Linked DNA regions of Mus musculus: region 2 is linked to region 1. A link is a contact called in public HiChIP or PLAC-seq data. All regions are on one chromosome and are shown on one strand. The core of a region is the stretch at or near the end of the contact, and the rest is flanking DNA. Distances in the headings are between cores, read along the strand shown.

What was found. HiChIP or PLAC-seq counts read pairs in DNA pulled down with a chosen protein or histone mark.
Region 2: an H3K27ac HiChIP or PLAC-seq map of hepatocytes shows a contact between it and region 1, with 6 times the contacts expected there. The contact joins two enhancer-like sites. A contact is called at or near these places in 3 of 15 datasets of contacts at CTCF or cohesin (the NIH/3T3 cell line, large pre-B cells and pro-B cells), 3 of 484 Hi-C or Micro-C datasets (bone marrow-derived macrophages, cortical neurons and liver) and 6 of 115 datasets of contacts at active chromatin or transcription factors (embryonic basal ganglia, embryonic fibroblasts, embryonic hindbrain and 3 more).

Annotation. Positions count from the first base shown.
Region 1 is chr1:164,413,885-164,417,182 of GRCm38.p6, forward strand. All of the region lies in intron 13 of Nme7 (NME/NM23 family member 7), which reads left to right. Among named protein-coding and RNA genes, the nearest start is that of Gm39690, 3.0 kb to the right of the region's middle. Within about 2 kb of position 1,692, at least 22 of the 459 cell types and tissues checked have an H3K27ac peak or open chromatin away from gene starts, as enhancers often do. A contact at or near this core is called in hepatocytes and liver, where this site is marked.
Region 2 is chr1:165,119,372-165,122,808 of GRCm38.p6, forward strand. No RefSeq gene overlaps it. Among named protein-coding and RNA genes, the nearest start is that of 4930568G15Rik, 29 kb to the left of the region's middle. Within about 2 kb of position 1,905, at least 22 of the 459 cell types and tissues checked have an H3K27ac peak or open chromatin away from gene starts, as enhancers often do. A contact at or near this core is called in hepatocytes and liver, where this site is marked.

The DNA.
Region 1 (3,298 bases), core at 442-2,941:
ACCACGTGCTTCCCTGTAGCCCAGGAACTTAGCACCTAATTCTCAGTAATAGAATTATTGACAAATGGTTGTAGAGATAAAGATAATTCTTCTTGGGTTTGACGCTGTTTCGTGGGAAGGAGCTAGAGGTAACCAGACAGGGTGTGCATTGTGGTCTGTCCTTAGTGCGTCAATCACTGCAGGGTTGCTGTGCAGTCCTCCAAAGGGTTTCGCTGTAGTCCTAGTGAGTCAATGTACAGTTAGAGATAAGCACGCTCATTTTTCCTTAATTCATGAAGAATGCCTCTGTGGCCCCAAATCATGGATGCATCAAAGCTTTCATTTTATAGTGTAGATAAAATAAAATATCAGAAAGCAGCTGGGCGGTGGTGGCACACATCTTTAATCCCAGCACTCGGGAGGCAGAGGCAGTCAGATTTCTGAGTTTGAGGCCAGCCTGGTCTACAGAGTGAGTTCCAGGATAGCCAGGGCTACACAGAGAAACCCTGTCTTGAAAAAACCAAAAAAAGAAAAAAAAAATATCAGAAAGCCTGCCTTAGACATTATGACTGATTCTTTTTGTTTGTTTGTTTGGTTGGTTTTGGTTTTTTTGAGACAGGATTTAGGCATGTGCCACCACCGCCTGGCATTATGACTGATTCTTGAAAAATACAAATTTGTAAAGCATTTGAGGGAGAGTAATGTAAAGTTCACAGCCTGCAATAATATTAAACATTCTGTCTGCATGCTCTTCAGCTCTCCCCGGGGCTCCTGCACTCACATTTCAGCTTTGTCTTACTTAGCTCAGTGTGCACTGTGTGTTAGATACCATTATTCTTTCTTGAAGTTTTAAAAATTCAGAGATATATAGGTAGATATCTATAGCATTCTATAGTTTTGTTTTTCAATTCATTTTAACTTGAGGTAGACATTCTGGTTCAATGGCTCTTCAGTCTTCTTTTGGGCGGTCATTTTATATATTGGACACAGTTTACTCTATCCATGGAACTTCCCATCACTATAGTGCCCTGGAAGAAAGCTGCATATGGACTCTCAGTGGGTACTCCTAAGGACTGGAGAAATGACCCTGTCATTGAGGGTACTGGTTACTCTTCCAGAGGACCTGATTCAATTCCAGAACCCACATTGCAGCTCACAGCTGTCTGAAACTCCAGTTCTAGAGAATCCAACTCCCTCACAGAGACATGCATTCAGGCAAAACACCAATGCACGTGAAGTTTAAAAAAAAAAAATAAAAAACTGTTAAGAGCATTCTTTCAATGAAGTTTTTGATATTTCTTTCACTGCCTCTACTGTACCATTTCCTGGGCTACAGTCGCTACCTCCAACAATAAAAGAATCTAGCGCAGGAAAGAAGAGTGCGTGAGAACAAATGTGGTGAGAACAAATGTATGGACTAACCCTCTCATCAAATTGCATCAAGTACACAGTGAAAACCCATTACACGTGCTCAGACTGTTATATAATAGTGGTGTGCAGGTGATAAAACATCTGCCCTATTAGCATCTTCTATACAACTGCAAATTGCCTAATCCACTGAGTAAATGAATCACTCCTGCAGGTTTAAAGCCACAAAATCATTTCTTTGCTTAGAATATCAGTTGTCCAAAACTCTGAGCAAAGTCCTCCCCTTCACCTGTTGCACATTAACTCCATGGTTACTGTATAATCAGTACCTGAGAGCTAAGATCTGCTGCTTACAAGTCACACAGCAAAGGGTTACGAAATGCCACACACAGGGAGCATGGTGGGGCTCTCCTTGATGCCCTTGTGCTGGTAGATTTCTGAGCTTGCCTTCAAGTTGTTTTAATAAAGAATCTTTTGCTCCGTTGCCTGTGTGATAACTTTTCTGTAGCAATAGCAACACCAGCATTGCTAGCTCGGCATTCAGTACTTGGTTGCCATTTTCCCAGGAGCTCAGTGACCTGGTGACACGGCTGTTTTGAATAGCCTTTGCAGACATATTCACTGGCTGATAGATCTGTTTTCTTAGCTGAAGGGTGTTAGCCATATGTCCCCTTAGATCTTCTACATTATATACTTTGCCCCTTTTCGCCGTTTTATATGTTTACTACGGCCACCCTGTCTAGGGCTGAGTAAGGCAGTTTCCACTCCCAGTGACTTTAATGGTCTGTAGGAAAGATTGTCATTGAAATGGGTCATTTTCCCCTCACACAGTAAATGCTGAGATCCTTCGCAAGTGTCATGGCATCTTAAAAAAATTTAGCCTTTTCCTAACATGAAAGTCAGGTGATATTCTTGGAGGATAAAGGTTTGCTCTGAGTATTATAGACTGGATTTAAGAAAAAACAAAAACAAAAGGATCCCATTATTCTAGCAGAGGAAATGATGTGCATGCTAAAGAAAGCCATGGATTCCATGGATCAGACTCTAAAATACTAGAGGAAGGGCAGGCAACAGGGGAGGTGGCTAAGGCTCGAGCTATGAGCTTGTTTCCTCTCACGTTTGGGAGTTTTAGATTTATTCATACATTTAGACTCAGAGCTAACTCCTCTACACTCTTTTGAAAGTGGTGCACATATTCACCGTCTTATGAAAATGATTCATAGCTTTTATTAGAACTCAGCCTGACCCGCAATCCAAAAACTATTAAGAATATTTGCAGTGAAAAGTCCTAAGGGGCCAATGCCATAGTTTTCCATAGGTAAGATGAAGTAGAACATTACCATGGCCCTGTTTCGAATCTCAGGAAATGTGGTGCATTGAACTGTGCTAATTCAACAAATTAAAATCACCAGGAAGATTTCCTTTGCAAAAACAAAAATCACTACCCCATTCACTGACTATTTTATTGAGGACCCTGGCTAAACACCAAGCCCTAGAGCAGGGAAGTTCCCTGAGGAGTGAACAAGGTATGCCACGAGGTGACAACATTTGAGACTCCCTCCCTGAACCCCAAACATTTCTGGATCTTACTTTGGAGCAAATCAAACCTGAGTCTATCCTTGTTGTTTTTGTCTGTGAGGAGAGTGCGGCCCGGTGAAGGAAGTAGCTAGCCTAAGGTCACGTGGCTGGACATGCTGAAGAGTCTCTAATCAGAAGCCCTGGATTTTTCCATCACTCCACACTCCATTTTTTTTCTTTCTTTAGTTCTAACCATAAATATACTTTATTCTTTTACTGGTATGAGTGTTGTGTGCACTCTGTAATCAAACATTGGCTCACTACAACTTGAAGCCTGAAAACTGAATTCCTAGGAAAATGAAACTCCTTATCTTACTGTGGCTATGCCGGGAAGAGTGCACAGTGAGCCTTTCTGAGCAAGTCCGAAGTCTGT
Region 2 (3,437 bases), core at 655-3,154, 710 kb after region 1:
TCCACACAGAGCCATACAGAGGGAAAAACGGGGCTCCAGCACTTTCCTGCCCTTAGGAGAGGGAGAATGGGAGAGAGAAGAAGCATCTGCCAGCAGCTGCCCTGCTTCCTGTCCATGGCAAAAGGCCTTTTGTGTTGGTTCCTTGGAGCCTCTGAATCCTGTGACTAAGCCAGCCATCAAGCAAGCTGAAGCACTGGTCTTCAGCAAGAACACTTCTGTGAGGTGACAGCTTTAACCGGCATGGCCTGGCTTCTTAAAAGACTTTGACACCAGGGTTTTGGTTTGTGTTTGTTTTTTAATCTTGCTGGAATAGCAGCTTATACAGGGAGGAAGCAGGGATGGTGGGGGCGGGGCGAGGGGGGGAGGTAAGGATGATATGGGATGGGAATGAATAGGGTGGAGCTCCCAACTTCTAAGGACTTGGTGGTCTGTGCCGCTTTGTCTCTGGACGCCGACCCCAGATTTCCAGAGCCTTAGCAGACTTGTACTTCCTGTGTCCCAATCCTTTCTTCTCCCTCTGGGAGGCAGCCGTGCAACAGGGCTATTATGTATGGCGTTTGCATCCGTTCAACCCACCACCTCCCCAAGGAGCAGAGGGGCCCCAGAACCTCTCATCCTGGATTAGAATACTGCTCCACCCCCTCGTCCTGACACCTGCCTGGGATTCACTTAGTCTCGGCAAGAACTCCCAAATTCCAAATTCCAAAGCCGAGTCTTCATGTTCTTCCCTGCCAAGAAGGCAGAGAGGGGCTCTGAAAGCCACACCCTGGGCTTCTGGCATGTCTTTCCTATACTGAATTGTCAGCAGTAAAGCACCTGGTCCATTACTGAATTAACAGTCTCCCCAAAGATGCTTCATACAGAAGTGGTGGTTTGCTTTGGGGATCTGTTTATTGGTTTTTTGGTTTTTTTTTTGTTTGTTTGTTTGTTTGTTTTGTTTTTAACCTAACCTAAACCAGAACACAGTTCTCATCCAGGCTGTACCAGTTAACTCCACAACCTTAAAGCTGCGAGCCTTATATGGATGGTGATTTCTCTAAAAAGGAAAATTATGCTGCATCACTTTTCTTTCTATCTTTTTTTTTTTTTTTTTTTTTTTTTTTTTTTTTAAGTTCTGCAGCAGGAGGCCTTTACGCAATGCGGGATGTTGGCGAGCCGGGCTTTTGCTGCCCCCTCGTGGCGGCGAGTGTGTATCGGTTTAGAGGCTGCAACTGCGGTAGCTTAGCGGGCAATGCGGTGGGCATAGATGATTTTGTGCAGAGTTCTGAGGAACATGGTTGGCTCTGGTTCAAGGGTGAGAATTACACATTTACAGCTGGGTCTAATGCCTTCCCAGCTACCCATCACCAGGGCAGGCCAGGTTCAGCAGATCTTAGAGGATCCTACCTAGATCACGTAAACCTAGTACCCGCTTCCTCACAGGGCGCCCTCCCTGACCACTACGTCGGGGAGGAAGAGGCACGGAACAGATAGTGTGCTTTTTCTCAGGCCCTACAGTCTCCCGCGGAAAGCAAACGGCTCCAAAACCTAAGCTGTAGAGGGAGAGAAAGAGGTCTCCACTCGAGCCCTGACATGCACACCGCGAAGACTCCGTGCCCGACTTTTCCCCGTCGAGGGCCTGGAGAGAACCCCCTCAACCACCTAAAAGCAAACACGAATAAGAAATTGGTGATGGTGATGACGATGACGATGACGATGATGATGATTTCGCTGAAAATTAGTCCGAGGATTACTGGCTGTCCTCTGTGACACAGAGCCCCAGCTTAGGGACATTCGCACAAGACCTCCCCCAGACTTTTAATAACCAAGCTATGAACTTCCATTCCTCAGAAGGATAGGGGGCAGGACGTTGGATCAATTTGGTTTACCACGAACCGGGAGTTAATGAATAAACCGATTCCCTTTTTTGAGAAAGTAATTTTTGGCCCGGACTGCTCTTGGAACTTCCCTGTGGCCTGTGCTTCTGTTAATGTGTAAGAAGATACTGAGTTGGGCTTCTCATATTCGCTGTGGTATATGCTGTTACAGTTTAATAAAGTACCATGTGGTAGAATTTCATTCAAAAATTTTTTCCACAGATTTATCCCAGGGAATCTAAGAGTCAAGTCCTGGAGAAAGTCTTGTTTAGGTTGACCACACACAGAGAGGGGATGTGAGGTGTCCACTTAAATGGCACCCAAAAATATCAAAGCTTAGTGTCTGGAGGAGATAGATGTGGATGGTGGGATGGCTCAGTGGGTAAATGCAAGTCTGATGATCTGAGTTCAATTCCCAGAACCCTCCTAAAAATGGGAGGAAGGAACTGACTTCACAGATTTGTAGATGGTGGTAGATGTTCTACTGAGTACAACCACAGAAGAAACATGTCTGCAAGCAACACTCAGCCCTGGACCAGCACAGAGAAAAGGGAGGACCCACGTTGACTGGAACCCTGGAAATTGTGTCACAGGAGAGACTCTGAGGACGCTGAATGCCCTGGCTTCATTTCTGGTGCTGTGACAAAAGCAGACTGACAGAGAGCAGTTCAGCTGGGAAAGGGTTTCTTTCTGTTCAAACTCCCAGTCACATCACAGTCACAACCAACAACTGAGAAAAAGAAATGTGTGCATGATCCCTCGCTAGGCGCAGCATGATTTAGCCACTCTTCGGTCAAGGTTGGCTTGGGTATGTGTATTTGGCAGGAGAGTATGTTCCCTGGAGAACAAAGGCTCCCGGAGGCCACTGTACCCCGGGTAGCTGGAGTTGCAGGCAGGTGTGAGCCAACCTGGTATGGATGCTGGGATCTAAACTCCACTCCTTTGTTGTTAACCACTGGGCAATCTTCCCAGCCCCAAGAGCTCCACTCGGAAACAGTTTAGGGCTCCTGCCTAAGACATGGTGCCGCCCACAGTGAGCTGAGAGTTCCACATCAATTAAGTTACATAAGACAGGTCCCTCACAGATACACCACTGGCCAAGCCATGGTAAATAACCTCCCGTTGACATACTCTTCCCAGTTGATTATAGGTTGTCGAAATGGCAGAGCTAACTACGACACCCAGCAAAGAAGAATGAAGACTCGTGGGAAACTGAAGACATGTGCTCACCATGTAGAAGGTTATCGTGCAATAATTGCTTTGGCTTTGCTTGAGACAGGGTAACCCAAGCTAACTTTGAACTCACTAGGTAGCCAAAGGTAACCTTGAACTTCTGATCCTCCTCCCTCCACAAACATGTGCCCCTACTGAAGGGTTTCTGTAATGGCTGGAGAGAGAAGCCAGGGTGCGCTAGGCAAGCACCCTACCAACTGAGCTATGTCCCCAGCCCTGGATAGGAATAACTCTGAAGCAATTAGAAGAAAAACTCAAGATAAAACAAACTTACCTAATTTTATTTAGCTAAGGAAGGCTTCGTGAGAGCGGCTGTACTGACTATCAGAAGTCTAGAGCGCTCTGCTG